2 separate regions of the Oryctolagus cuniculus genome follow, and region 2 is linked to region 1. The links are chromatin contacts, called in public Micro-C maps. All regions are on one chromosome and are shown on one strand. Each heading gives the region's core, a stretch centred on a gene start, on an enhancer-like site or on the middle of the called end of the contact. The rest is flanking DNA. Distances are from core to core; before and after follow the strand shown.

What was found. A called contact is a pair of places that touch in the nucleus more often than the background predicts.
Region 2: a contact with region 1 is called in a Micro-C map of ear pinna, with 5 times the contacts expected there. The contact joins the promoter of REV3L here to the promoter of TRAF3IP2 in region 1. A contact is called at or near these places in 2 of 6 Hi-C or Micro-C datasets (ear pinna and an unstated tissue).

What each region holds. Positions count from the first base shown.
Region 1 is chr5:59,982,598-59,989,370 of mOryCun1.1, forward strand. It overlaps TRAF3IP2 (TRAF3 interacting protein 2), which reads left to right and starts at 2,793. Exons shown (of 9, transcript NM_001270479.1): 1 at 2,793-2,989.
Region 2 is chr5:60,111,686-60,118,676 of mOryCun1.1, forward strand. It overlaps REV3L (REV3 like, DNA directed polymerase zeta catalytic subunit), which reads left to right and starts at 5,555. Exons shown (of 33, transcript XR_011388583.1): 1 at 5,555-5,843. It overlaps LOC127493250 (spidroin-1), which reads right to left and starts at 5,706. Exons shown (of 5, transcript XM_070074923.1): 1 at 5,683-5,706; 2 at 4,892-5,646. The coding sequence starts at 5,706.

The DNA of each region.
Region 1 (6,773 bases), core at 1,543-4,042:
TTTATTGTGAATCTGGAATGTGGAAGAAAAATGGTGAACATTTTTCGTGCTTTACAAAAAGTTAATGGGACAATGTCCCCAAAGAAATCCCCAGTTTAGAGATATATGACTCTTTTAAAGAGAGACCAAGATGATGTAAGGATGAAGCCCCCAGTGGTAGACCAGGCACATCAGTCTGCAAAGAAAAGATCGTTCCTGTTCATGTCCTAAGAATAGGACAGAAACAACGGCCAACATCATAGACAGCTCAACTCATTTAGCTTGTACAATTCTGGCTGAAAAATGCAAGTAGAGCAAACTTTCTGCCTGGTGGCTTCCCAAATCATTGTGCCCTGGTCAGCTGCAAACAGGAGCACAGCTTTCAATGCAAATTTTTAAAAAGATTTTATTTATTGATTTGAGAGGCAGAGTTACAGATAGAAGGAGAGACAAAGAGAAATCTTCCATCTGCTGGTTCACTCCCAAAATGGCTGCAATGGCCAGGACTAGGCCAATCCAAAGCCAGGAGCCAGGAGCTTCTTATAGGTCTCCCAAGTGTTTGGGCCATCTTCCACTGCTTTCCCAAGAAATAGCTGAGAGCTGGATCAGAAGAGGAGCAATCAGGACAAGACCTGGCACCCATAAGGGATGCTGGTGCCACAGGTGGAGTGTTAGCCCACTAGGCCACAGTGCCAGCCCCTCAATACACATTTTAAACAAGTGGGATCAGGATCCAGAAGCATTTCTTTGAATAATTATAAAAAGAGGTGAATCCAGGCTTTACCAGTAATACCCTGACGACAAAGCATAAGCAAAGCAACGGCTACTGAAAGATGGAAATAGTCAAAGCACAAGCAGATTGTCAAGAGTCACAGCAGCAGGTTTTTTTGGACTCAAGGCATTTTGCTTGTTGACTTTCTAGAAGGTCAAAGAATGGTGACATCTACTTATCAGAAGTGATTTGAAGGGGCCGGAGCTGTGGCGTAAATAGGTAAAGCCCCTGCCTGCAGTGCCAACATCCAATACGGGCACTGGTTTGAGTCCTGGCTGCTTCACTTCTGATCCAGCTCTCTGCTATGGCCTGGGAATGCAGTAGAAGATGGCCCAAGTTCTTGGGTCTCTGCACTCATGTGGGAGACCCAGAAGAAGCTCCTGGCTCCTGGCTTTAGATCAGCTCAGCTCTGGCCATTGTGGCCATCTGGGGAGTGAACCAGTGGATTGAAGATTGACTCTCTCTCTCTTTGCCTCTGCCTCTCTGTAACTCTGCTTTTCAAAAAAAGTGATTTGAAGAAGCTGGCCAAAACTGTAGCAGAAAAATGCTTGGGAAAGCTTCATCAGAGAGTTGCTTGCCACCACAATAATGCTCTGGCTCATTCCTCTCATCAAATAAGCACGATTTTCCAAGAGTTTAAATGAGAAATTGTTAGGCATTCACCTTACTGTCCTGGTTTGGCTACTTCTGACTTCTTTTTGTTACACACACACACACACACAAGCACACACTTTAAAGGGCACTCATTTGCTTCCAGTCAATGGTGGGAAAGACTGCTTCGGGACAAATTCTCAGGACTCTCAGCTCCTTAGGGATGGACTAACTGGCTGGTATTATTGACAAAAATGTCTTGAAGTTGGTAGAGTTTATGTTGGGAAATGAAGTTTATATTTAAAATTTTTATCTTTCCATTCCATTTTCCCTGAACTTCCTGAAGTCCCCTCATAGTCTCCTACTTTTAGGACATAGAAAACCTGACTCACATGTCCTTGCTGAGCCCCGTCGGGTGGGGTGCTCTAGGGAGTGTTTTGCACATGAGGGTGGAGACTGAGCCAGCTCAGGGAGCTGACCCTCAGAGTTCCCCAACAGGCAGACAAGTTCAGCCCCAGGAGCACCGCAAGTGGCCCAGTGCCACGGCTGGGTTTGTACCTCCCTCGGTCTCCCTCCAAAGCGCCTGGCACCTGTGCTGCCTTCCATGTTAGCCATCTTCACGTCCCCGCGCATTGCTGTGGTATCAGCCTGCTCCCAGCAGCTCTTCCGCATGATAAATCCCGTAGGGTTTAAACAACGAGGTTGTGGAAGATGCAGCCAGGGGCCCCAGGGCCTGAGCAGTGGGTTAGGCTGCTGCCAGTGATGCAGGCATCCCATATGACCACCAGTTCGCGTCCTGGCTGCTCCACTTCTGATCCAGCTCCCGGTTCATGTACCTGGGAAAGCAGTGGAAGATGGTCCAAGTACTTGGGGTTCCTGCCACCCACATGGAAGATCCTGATGGAGATCCAGTCTCCTGGCTTCAGCCTAGCGCAGTCCTGGCTGTTGCGGCCGTTTGGGGAAATAAATCAGCAGATGGAAGATAGAGAGCTCGCTCTCTGGCCTTCTCTCTGTAACTCTGCCTTTCAAACAAATAAATCTTTAAAAGAAAAAATGAAGAAAGAAGAAAAATGCCGCCAGGGGAGGACTCTGTGTGTGTGTGTGCCCGTGAGCAGTGTGGGAACACAGGCAGTGAGTCCCCCGTCCACGGTTATTGGAGCAAATGCTGGTGTTTTAAGCAGTCCCAGGAGACAGAAAGAAGCTCTAGCGACACACCCCTCCCCAGTATCTGCCCCATCTCCTCGGGTCCTGGAGACACCTTCTCAGGCCACGGCCCCTCCGTCACACCACGGGCCCCATATTCCTCCGCAGCCTCTTAGCTGGGTGGTGACATAAAAAAAAAAAAACACACACACACACCAAAAACGCAGCCTTATTGGCCACTGGCCCTCTCTAGTGAACGCAGGAGGTTTCTGTTTTAAGAAATAAAGTGACTCCTCGCCCGTTGATTCACTGCCCACAGGGAGATTTTGAGCCGAAGCTTCCTAGCCTCCGTAGAGATTTGCATACAACTTCCACTTCCGGCTTCAGATCCTGCTCTTCAACTTACCTGGGCCTGGGGAGGGCGGAGGGAGGCACCTGCCGCGGAGAACCTGGAGAGGCCGACGACCCTGGGGCCCCGGGCTGTCCGGCCGTGGCGGTTCTAAGGTAAGTTTACCCGGCTTTGCTGCGCGCCGGCCTGATTGCTTCACCACTGACCCATTTTCCAAAACGCTGTCTTTTCTCCTCTCTTGAAACGTTCCGCCTTCCTGGCCTCTGCCTACCGCCCCTGCCGGCCTTGAAACTTCACTTGTTCGTGCGGAGAGCGGCTGGGGCTGGGAAAATGACAGCTGACTCTGTGCTTCGGGAACGTGCCGCTGGTTTAGGGTTCCAGACGGGCCAGGCGCGATGAGCTGTTTGGGGGAGAGGAGGCACGCACGCCGGTACTTTTCAGAGCTGCCTGGGAACCATTTGTTTAGGTACTTGGTGTCCCCACAAGTTTCGAGCAAGAAATCAAGCCCCATTTCTCCGAGGAGGGAGCCAGGGATGGCAAGGATTAAGTCATTGGCTTCCAGCCTCAGAACACGTCAGCCAGCGGCAGCCTGGGAAGGAAAACTCCCAGATTTTCTCTATCCCAGTTTCCTGCGGGGGTGGGGGGGGTTTTAAAAAAAAATCAACATGACATTCTTGGGCCAGGAAGTTGCGAGCTGCCTCCCGGGCCTCTCCCCCGCAGCCCCCACCCGCCTCCCAAGCAGCGGTCCAGACCACTGCTGGCGCTAAAAGCAACCAGCGAAGGGGATAAATGCTAGTCCTTGACCTTAGAAGCTGATCAGGCTTCCTGGGAGTTTCAAGTTCAAGGTGGTCTTGTGGATTAGGAGGCTATTATTATTATTATTATTATTTTAAAGGAACTGGAGGAAAGAGGCCAAATAAATAATACAAAGGAAGACGAGAAAGTTGGTTTCAAGTTCTTGCTCCACTCCTTGGAGTGCCATGACTTAGGCAATTGATTTTGGCTCCTGGAGCCTGGATTTCTTCATAGTCAAGTGTTTGGGGGCAGGGCGGGTGGAGGGTGAACTCACCAGGTCTAAATTCTCTTCTAACAAAACAAGGGTAAGGTACTCCCGGAGGGGTAGCCGTAGTGGGTGGTCTTAGAAGATTGTTTTGTTCGCTGATAATTCACCTATATAAATTTTACGTCCTGCTACCAGTTCGTTAGCCCGTGGAGGAAAAGGACTTGGTTCCTTCGTACTTTTCTGCCCTCCCTGCACCCCTCCCCTCAAGCCAGCACCCATCAAAGGCCTCACAGGGGCTCTGCCTCCTCCTGACTTTCTGCTCTCCAGGCCAAAAGCTGGAGCGAGGCACGGGGGCCCAGGCAAGTCACCCGGGGCCCGGCTGCCTTGACTGTAGGCACCAGTGTTAGTTCTGGACAATAATGGAGAAAACCAGGGATTTCTTGAGTTAGTTCACATCCTATTTGGGTTACCCAGGAAGGAAGGATCGTCCCCACACATTTGCTACCAAAATCAACATGGGCCAGAGAACTGGCAGGCACCCCGGCTCCGGGAGCCAGCGTTGCCCGCTCCTCAGGAGCTGGAAACCACCCCTGCCCCAGCAGTCAGTGTGTGGGGGCCTTTAGCGGGATGGGAAGGAAACGGTGAGACACATGCTGACCCCTCGTGAGGGTGATGACTGTGACGAGATGCATCATTAGAGGGCGTGTACATGGACTTCTTAACCTTTTCCAAAGCACCACTGTGTTTTTTGCATGGCTGTTGCTTCCTTGGGATGATTACTCGCTGTCAGTCCAGGCTCTAGCTGATGGGTGGGGCTGGTGCAGGGCTTCAGAAAGGCTAACCTGTTTCTGTGGGGGGTATCAAGACCCTGCTGTGGCCTTTCTCTATCCCCCCACCACCATCCCGCGATGGGAGAAGCCAGCAATGGCAAGATATTTTCAATGCGATGAGTTCCTGGTTTTACTTTCAAGTAAGGACGCAGTATTTTCTGAAATCAGGCTAGTTGTTGGGTTGCCAGCCTAGCTTTGATCCACAAAAGCCACCCCAGTCTTTGTTCATGGGGGGAGAGGGGGGAGGTGGCATGGCACCGTTACTCTGCTGCGTGGGCTGCTGAGGCTGGGCATGGTACGCTCAAGTCGGGGAGAAAGATTCTTCACTCAGGGCTATGCATTTTCGGAGGGTGCTAAGATGGCAAGAGTTAATGGCTGCTTCTCCCAGGATCAAGGAGTTAGTGACTTTCAGATGCTCTGAAAATTAAAAGAGGAGGAGGAGGCAGTCATATTCGTGGGCGCTCTTTAATAGGCACTCAGAAAGATAGATCATGGCAAGGTAGTTTGTCTAAATTAAATCTACGTTTTGCCCCTCCCAGAATGGAAATCTCAGAACTATCCTGGATTCAAATCATTTTCCTGCTGCAGGCAATTTTAGATTAGTCTTGAAAAACACATGCGGATTGCAGGCCACCGCAGGCAAGTCCAGGAAAGGGGGAAAGAGCACCAGGGAGGCACATGCAACTGTACATTCCTTCCAGGCCCAGGGAAGTGACCCCTACTGTTTGATCGCATTTCCTTATCCAAACAATCTTGCAGCCTTTCCCTGAGAAAGCATCTGAGGGTTGGAAGCCAGAAGCTGTCCCCGGGGCCTCTCCTGTTTCTTCCCAGTGCCTTGTCACCAAGACATTTTTACTTGGTGAAACCCAGGCTGTCCTGTCTCCCTCCCACATTCTTTGTGTCTCGTGCCCGGAGGCCTCCCAGGAGCCCACATGTGCTCGGCTGGCTGGCTGGCTGCTCAGCCCACCCTGTGCCTGTGTGTGTGTGTGTGTGTGTGTGTGTGCGCGCGCACGCGTGTGCGTGTGTGGGTGGGTGGGTGGGTGCACACTCTGGTGTGCGCGCGCATACGTTGCGGGAGACCAGAATTGTAAACTGGCCGGGAAAGGGTGGGTTTTCACCCACGTGGCGGCGCTCAGAGCTGGGCCAATTGGCCTGGTTCCCTGATAAGGCAGCTGAAATCAAGCTATTTGGGAGGAAGGGACTGACTGGAGCCCCCACCCCGCAGGCCCAGGCTGCCTGGGGTCTTGGCAGCTCCTCCTGCGATGAGGGAAACTTGGCAGCTTCTGCCTCATTGTTTTCCTGAGCTCAGGATTCCAGTATTTTCCTTGCTCCCCTCCTAGCGTCAAGGTTCCCCCTCCCATCGCTGACCTCTCTTCCTACCCTGAGCTGTTCCCGGCCCTTCTTGGCCACCGGCTTAGCCTAGAACACACTTGCCTTTCACCTGCATCCGTTCCTTCCCTTCCCACTGCCCTTCTCAGACCCAAGGAGATACCCAAATTCCACTACAAAAAAAGGCTCTCTCCAAATCCCTACCTAGGGCAGTAAAAACTTCAGGGTCTCCCCAGGTTCCTTACTTGTCTCCCCTTCCACTCTCTTCTCCTCCTTTCCCTCCCTTTTCACCCCTTCCTCTTCTCCCCTGTGCGGCCTGGACTGAATTAGGGATGAAAAATGTGTGCTGGGAGAGACCCGTCTTATCTGAAAAAAGAAAATAAAACGATGACAGCGCGGAACCGTGGCCTGTTCTGAGGTTGTTCTCCAAATGCTTGCTACAGGCCGCTAGTCCACCTCCTCCTCATTTAGGGCCTCCCCGAGACCCACGACGCAGATCGGCAGGTCAGGGCCTCCAGCCTGCTGGGGAGCTGACGGTGCAGGGTTGTGTCCAAGGCCAGTAAGTGTCCCCTGGTCTCCGGGGCTCACCGCGGTTGCCAATCCTCTGGCAAACCTAGTGGCAGAACTTGTCTGTCAGGGAAATTCTGCAAGGAAACCTGGAAGAATCTGATCATGGGAGTTTGAATTACAGCCTAACAGTTCACTCAAAACCAACCGTCCATGGAGCCAACCAGCGTTATGGACGTTTGCATGTACTGGGATAGTGAATGAAGAACC
Region 2 (6,991 bases), core at 4,305-6,804, 130 kb after region 1:
GCATCCCGTAAGGGTTCTGGTTCTAGTCCCAGCTGCTTCTCTTCCAATCCAGCTCTCTGCTGTGGCCTGGGAAAACAGTGGAGGATGGCCCCAGTAAGTGGGCCCCTGTACCCATGTAGGAGATCCGGAAGAAGCTCCTGGCTCCTGGCTCTGGATTGGCACATCTCCAGCCGTTGTGGCCAACTGGGGAGTGAATCAGCAGATGGAAGACCTACCTCTCTCTCTCTGCCTCTCCTCTCTCTGTAACTCTTTCAAATAAATAAATAAAATCTTAAAAAAAGAGAATGACATTGAAAAACAAATTAGAAAGCACTATGATAGCAGGAGAAAGAAAACTGTTTTATTATAGAAAATGGCACATTTTTGGTGTTTTTTGAGCAAGGGGTTCTACATTTTTATTTTTCCCTGGGCTCCACCAATTATGAAGCTGGCCACACTGGCTAGTTGAAGCAGCAAGGGATCAAAGGATACTATTTAGCATACATCTCTCTGAGGGCCACAGAACCAGGCTTAGATAACACATAGCTAGAAACAATATCCAGGAAATACCAAACCAGGAAAAACATGCATCTCACCTCCCAGGCCTATTCTAGCCAAAAGCTATCTCAGCACCTCTGTCAGTCAGCATCATCCAGAAATGGATGCTAGAACTCTCTAGCTACTCAGAAGAATCAGATACCTCCACCATGGTGTTTGGCAGGGATCCCATCTCCCTGGGTAAGGTGAGGCATCCACATCTTGAATGGGTGCACCTGACTGCTGGAAACTGGAGTGTCTATGCTTCTCAAGCCAGCTTGACTGTTAGCATCATTTCCAACTACCTCACATGCAGTGGAGTTACCTTGGTGGCTCAGGGAATGTTTGTACCATGCAAACTGGTCAATGTTACAAATCAAGCTCTTCCCCTCTCCCAGCTGTTGTTAAGCATTTATTGGCACACCACTGATCTCATGGCCAGCACTCTGGCTGCAAAGGAATTGGAGAACTACAGTCCCCCTCTTCCCCCACCCCTCACCGCAGCTTCTAAAGTACAGAAAAGCAAGCTAGAAAAATGATGGGTGAGTGCTAAATAAACCACCTATTGATATCTGCCACAAAACTACGGTAGTCACTGACTTGTGTTCTAGATTATAAGTTGCTAGCAGGCAGATGCTAAAAGATGTTGAAATGTATTTGTACAGAAGGTTGGGCAGGCTTTTACTAAAGGTATGACATGATAATCATAGGCTGGTGAACTAGAATAGACAATAAAATAAAAATTGGTATGATTAAAAATTTTTGTGATGCTAGACCATAAGCTCATAGGCCAGGGAACAGGCTTCTCTTTTGTTTCTCATCATATCTCAAAGCACTTGGCAAATAGTGGCCACATCAAAAAAAAATCCTTTAATAATCTTAAGTATAGAGTAAGCATAGAGTTTGACTCTGGTGTTTCTCAAGTGATGCATAAATTAGGCAATTATGAATGACTTTAGCTGTTTTTAGATGAGTTAGGCTTCTGGATATGAAATTTATTAAGATATGTTCACATACATTATCTGAGCCTTATAACATTCTTGAGAAGTTAAAATAAGAATTACTATCCAATTCATAGATGATGAAATAAACTCCAAAAAAAGTGATATATCCAACTCACTGAGCTAGTAAATGATGTTTTAAGATTCTTTCCCTTTCTGCCTTTCAAATGAAATAACTTTAAAAGGTGTATGTGTGCAGATATTTGGCGCAGTGATTAAAACAGCACTTAGGATGCCCTCATCCCACGTCAGGGTGCATGGATTCAGGTCCAGTTTCCTGCTAACGCACACTTCAGGAGGCAGCCCCTATAGTTGGGCCCCTGCTATCCGTGTGAGAAATCTGGTCTGAGTTTCTGACTTTGGCCTGGCTCATCCCTAGCTTCTGCAGGCATTTTGGATAGTGAACAGGCAGATGGGAGGATGGGAGGTGTCTCCTTGCCTTTCAAGTGAAATAAATGAATAAATGAAAATTCTGACTCAAAATTCCAGGACTTTCTTACTTTAGAAGGAGTTATTTGAGCATCAGCTTTAAGTTACTTGCAATGGACACAACATTCCCAATTTCATGCTGCAATTCCGTATCTTCAAGAGTGAACATTTCCTTAGATTTCTAGAAGGATCTGAATTGTGGTTATTGCTATCTTTTCTTATATCATGTTGATTCAAAATGATGGGGGGAGGGCAGGCATTTGTACCAACTGTTAGAATGCCTGTGCCCCACATCAGAATACCTGGACTTGATTCCTGGCTTTGGCTCCCGATTCCAGCTTCCTGCTAATACAGACCCCAGACCAGGGAAGGCAGACCTGGATTGAGTTCTGGTTCCCAGCTCTGGTCCCTAGTAAATGTGAGTGGCTGGGGAGTGAACTACTTAGTGGATGGGAGTTCACTCTGTCTCTCAAAGAGGGGGAAAAAAAAAAGCCAATGTTCTCTGGGAACTGAGCCAGAATTAAAAAGATTAAAAAAGAATTAAGGGGAAAGAAACCTCAAAGTAACTAATTCATTGTTTTTACCTTTTCCTAGTTAGGAATAGTATAATGTATAAATTCATTCACTTGATTATAATATAGTACAGGTATTTTCAATTTTATATTGCTTGAGAATCATGTAGGCAGGTGTTGTGGCACAGCAGGTTAACCTGAGATGCAGATATCTGGTATCAGAGTGCCTGGTTTGAGCCAGATTATTCTGCTTTTGATCCAGCTTCCTGCTGATGCACGCCCTTACAGGCAGAAGTGTTGGCCAAGTACTTTGGTTCCTGCCACCCATGTGGGAGGCCTGGATTGAGTGCTTGGCACCTAGATTCATCCTGGCCTAGCCCCAGCTATTGTTGGCATTTGAGGAATGAACCAGCAGAAAAGCAGGAAGCTCTCTGGCTCTTTCTCTTTCTCACCACCTTTCAAATAAATGAATGGATAAATAAAACATCACTTATTTTTAAAAAAGATTTATTTGAGAGGCAGTTACAGAGACAGGGAGAGAGAGACAGGAAGGGCCTCCTATCTGCTGGTTTAGTCCCCAGATGACCACAAGGCCCAGAGCTGGGCTGATCTGAAGCCAGGAGCTTCTTCCAGGGTCTCCCACATGGGTGTAGGGGCCCAGGCATTTGCCATCCTCCCTCGCTTTCCTAGGCCATTAGCAGGGACAGACGGGAAGTGTAGCAGCTGGGATTTGAATCCAGTGCTCATATGGGATGCTGGCGCTGCAGGTGGAGGCTTAACCTACTATGCCACAGCACCAGCCCCTAAATCAATCATTTAAAGAAAGAAATCACAGGTGGGTTTGCTAACAATATGGATTTCTGGCCCATAATTCAATATGGGCCAATACTAAATTTTGAAGAACACCCCAGGTGCCATAGAACATTTTGAGAATCACTGGTAGTGTACATCTAATATTTTATTTTGCAATTATTTTATCAGAAAATGCATTTTAGCATAGTAGTCATGTTTTAAAATCACTTCCACAGCCTTCTAAAATTTCAAGTCAATTTAAGAGACTTTCATCTCTTTAAACTGTTATTAGGTGATTTCCACTATATTAGCAGAAAGCTTGCCACCTATGTTTATAATCATGCTCTGAGGCTAAAACCTGCAGGCTAATTTACTGTGGTAATCAGTCTCCAATCCCTGGGAGCCCAGGTTCTTATTAGCATTTATATATTATAGAATTTATACTGATTCTCTCAGTGAACTGCCCCTTAGAGTCTTTCGATTTTCTTATTTTAAGACCCACAATGGTTCCAACTGAGCTTTCTCACGGCTTCAAATGCATGGCACCCCAGTACACATGAAAATACCCCTGTATTCTACACCAGCGTTGACCAATCCTCTGTGCTTGGGATAAACAACGGAATGTCAAAAAGACCTAATTCTGTGACACATTTCCAACATTAACTCACGGTTTCTGCCTCTGTCTGCTTAAATCTTGCTGATGGGAAGAAACCTTTAAGGATTTTAGCTTTTAAGAGAAATCTTCCCGTTTTATACATGAAAACACTGAGGCCCAAAGCAGCCAAATTAATCGTCGAAGGTCACGCCTAGGGTTCGTGACCCAGACAAAAAAAAAAACAAAAAAAAAAACAAAGAACAAAAACAAAAAACCCCCTCGGTTCCGAATTTCAACAGCAGCCCCCTCCCGTTTTTAAATTCCCTAACTGCACCCCTTCACGCTCTCCATTTCTGAGCTAACTTGTTTCGTCTAACGGTCTCTGCCCGGCCCCTTTCACGCAGCTGCCTTCGGGCGGTGAAACATTGCACAACGCAGTCAGTCACATCAGGCGCCCACGTCAGCCGCGGTGACTTTCACGGGCCTCGTGCTTGGGCCAACGCGCTCTCCGCCAGGCTCTGAACGCCACATTCCGCAGGGGGAGGCGGCGCGGGGCAGGTCGCCGGGAGCTGACAAGTCCTGACATGTACCCGCGCGTGCCCGGGCGCAGAGCAAGGAAGGACACGGCGGCGCGAGCGCGAGGGAGAACACCACGGGGGTGGGGAATCTGCGCGCCGGCTCTGCCAAGCCTGGCAAGGCGGAGGGGAGCCGCGCGTGAATAAATCTCACGAAGCGGCCAAGCGCGGGCACCGCATCAGCGAGGGGGAGGAGGGGCACGGCGGCCCGCGAGGCGGTCAGGGAAGGGAGGCGGGCGGGGGAAGGGCGCCAGGGCGGCCCTTTTATAGGCCGGGGCCCGTGCCCGCGCGCGCGCGTCCCCGCCTTCTCCCCCCTCCCCCCGCAGCCCCGGGCAGCGCGCGCGCGCAGCCGCCGCGTTACCTGACAAGGGCCGGCTGCGTCCGCGCCCGGCCCCGCCCTCTCTCCCGCGAGGCCGCGGCGGCACGAGATCTGCGCCTCGCCTCCCTCCTCTCGCGGGCGGGTTTTCTTACCTTGTGAAAAATCGTCTGTGCGGTTGCCCCCGCCTCCTCTGCAGGATATGAAATGGCGGCCGGCGAGGCAAGCGGGAACGTCGCCGCTCCGGCCAGGCCCACAGAGCCGCCTCAACGGCCCTGAACACTGGGTGCCCCCACCCCGCCCCCTCTCTCCCGCGAGCCCTCTCGGTGTCCATCCATGACATCGGTGCTCCACCGCCCCTCTCCCAGGTGGCCTTGCCCACCGGCCGAGTCATCGATCCCTTGCGCCCGACACGGGCCCTGCTTTCCGCCAGCCTCCTGCCCAGGGGCGGGGGAGAAAACACCTTCTCGCCCCCCTCCCCACCCCGTGTCCCGCCCAGGCGCCCGCCCCGCTCCCTCCTCCTCCTCCCGCCGCACCCCTCCCCCCCTACTACACACAGCCCTCCCTGCGCTCCACACACACGCACTCCCCCCGCCCCTCCCCCAGTGGTTGCGTCCGTGACATCATCATCATGGCAACAAGAACTGCAGCCTGGGACCGAGGCGCCCGTGTGATTCCCGGCGACGGCGGCAGTGGCGGCAGCACCACGAGCACCGACGATAGCGCCAGGGCTTCTCTCCTGCTGCCCCTCGCCGGGTGCTCCTGAGGGGGCGCCCGCAGCAGCAGCAGCAGCAGCAGCAGCAGCGCCTACACCGCCCCGCCCGCCGCCGCCGCCGCCGCGCCTCTCGGCGTCTGTGTGTGACGGGAGGGGGCGCCGCCGCCGCCGCCGCTGCGGAGGGAGCCGCCGCTGCTACTGCCGCTGCCAGGTCGCCAGTGAAGGGGAGGCGGTGGCGGCGGCGGCAGTGAACATGTTTTCAGTGAGGATAGTGACTGCCGACTACTACATGGCCAGCCCGCTGCAGGGGCTGGATATCTGCCAATCCCCCCTCACCCAGCTCCCTGTCAAGAAGGTGCCGGTGGTGCGAGTCTTCGGAGCGACCCCGGCAGGTAAGCGGGCGCGGGGCGCGAGCGGGAGCCGGAGCCGGAGCCGGCGGGGCGCCCGGGCCGCCCTCCCCGCCGCGCACACGCGCGCACGCCGCTCTCTGCATGGATCGCTGCCGCCTCTTCCTCCTCTACCGCTTTCCTCGCCTTTCCTCTCGTGCGTGACTAGAGGCGCAAAAATTTGGGTTCGCGTGAGCGCCTCTCCTCCCCACCCCCCCAGTTCCGGCTCCCGGCGGGGAGCGCCTAGTGTTTACACTGCGACCGGCGGCGGGGAGCTGGAGCCGCACTCGGGGTCGCGGGCGGGGCGAGCACCGCTCTCGCCCGGGAGGGTGGGCCAGGTGGCCGCGCCAGGGCCTCGCCGGACGGGTTGCAGCGAACTGGGTCGCCGGTGGGACTCCCGCACGCCCCCTGCGTCTCCCCAAGTGCCCTCTTTCTGGAAACGGCTCTAGGAGAGGGGAAGTGTCAGTCGCGTGTGTTTTCAGGCGCTCCCCGTCGCCTCCTCTCCCCCGCGCCCTCCTCTGCGCCTTCCGGAGCCGCGGTGGGCTGCAGAGTGGCGCCGGGGGCCAGGTCGTCTTCCTCGGTGGGGGGAGCGCGTGACCCTGCTGGTGAGCGCAGGTCGCGCCTCCTCGGCGTCCGGGGACCCGGCTCGCAGGGAAACGAGCGTCTGTTGGCCGCCGCGTCCATCAGCACACCTGATAGGGACGATTGATTAGGGCCCACGGTCAAACTCAGCAACGCGGACGTTTGGCAAGCACCCGAGGCTAGGTTGTGGCATCACGTTTTAAACACAGGTGTATATATGTCTTTTTTTTGTAAAGAACTCTTTTGAAAGAAGGGGTGTAGTGAGGAGACCACAGTGACAGAAGCGACGTTCTCAGAAGCTCTTGGGACTTTTTGATGCTAGCAGTAGGATAATGACCACATTTCCACGTCTTTAAGTTGTTTTGCTCTGCCACACGCTTTGAACCGCGCACTGGAGAGAATGGAGCTGCCTCCTAGGAAAGGATGCTCTTACCTCTCGCTGTGTCGCGCCCAATGGGATTTAGAGAGCGTTTCCCACTTGATGCTCCGTACCCTCATCACCATTCATCTTACTACTCCAGCCGGTTTCTGTGGCCTGCTCAGATAATGGCACTTGCCCAAACACAAGCACG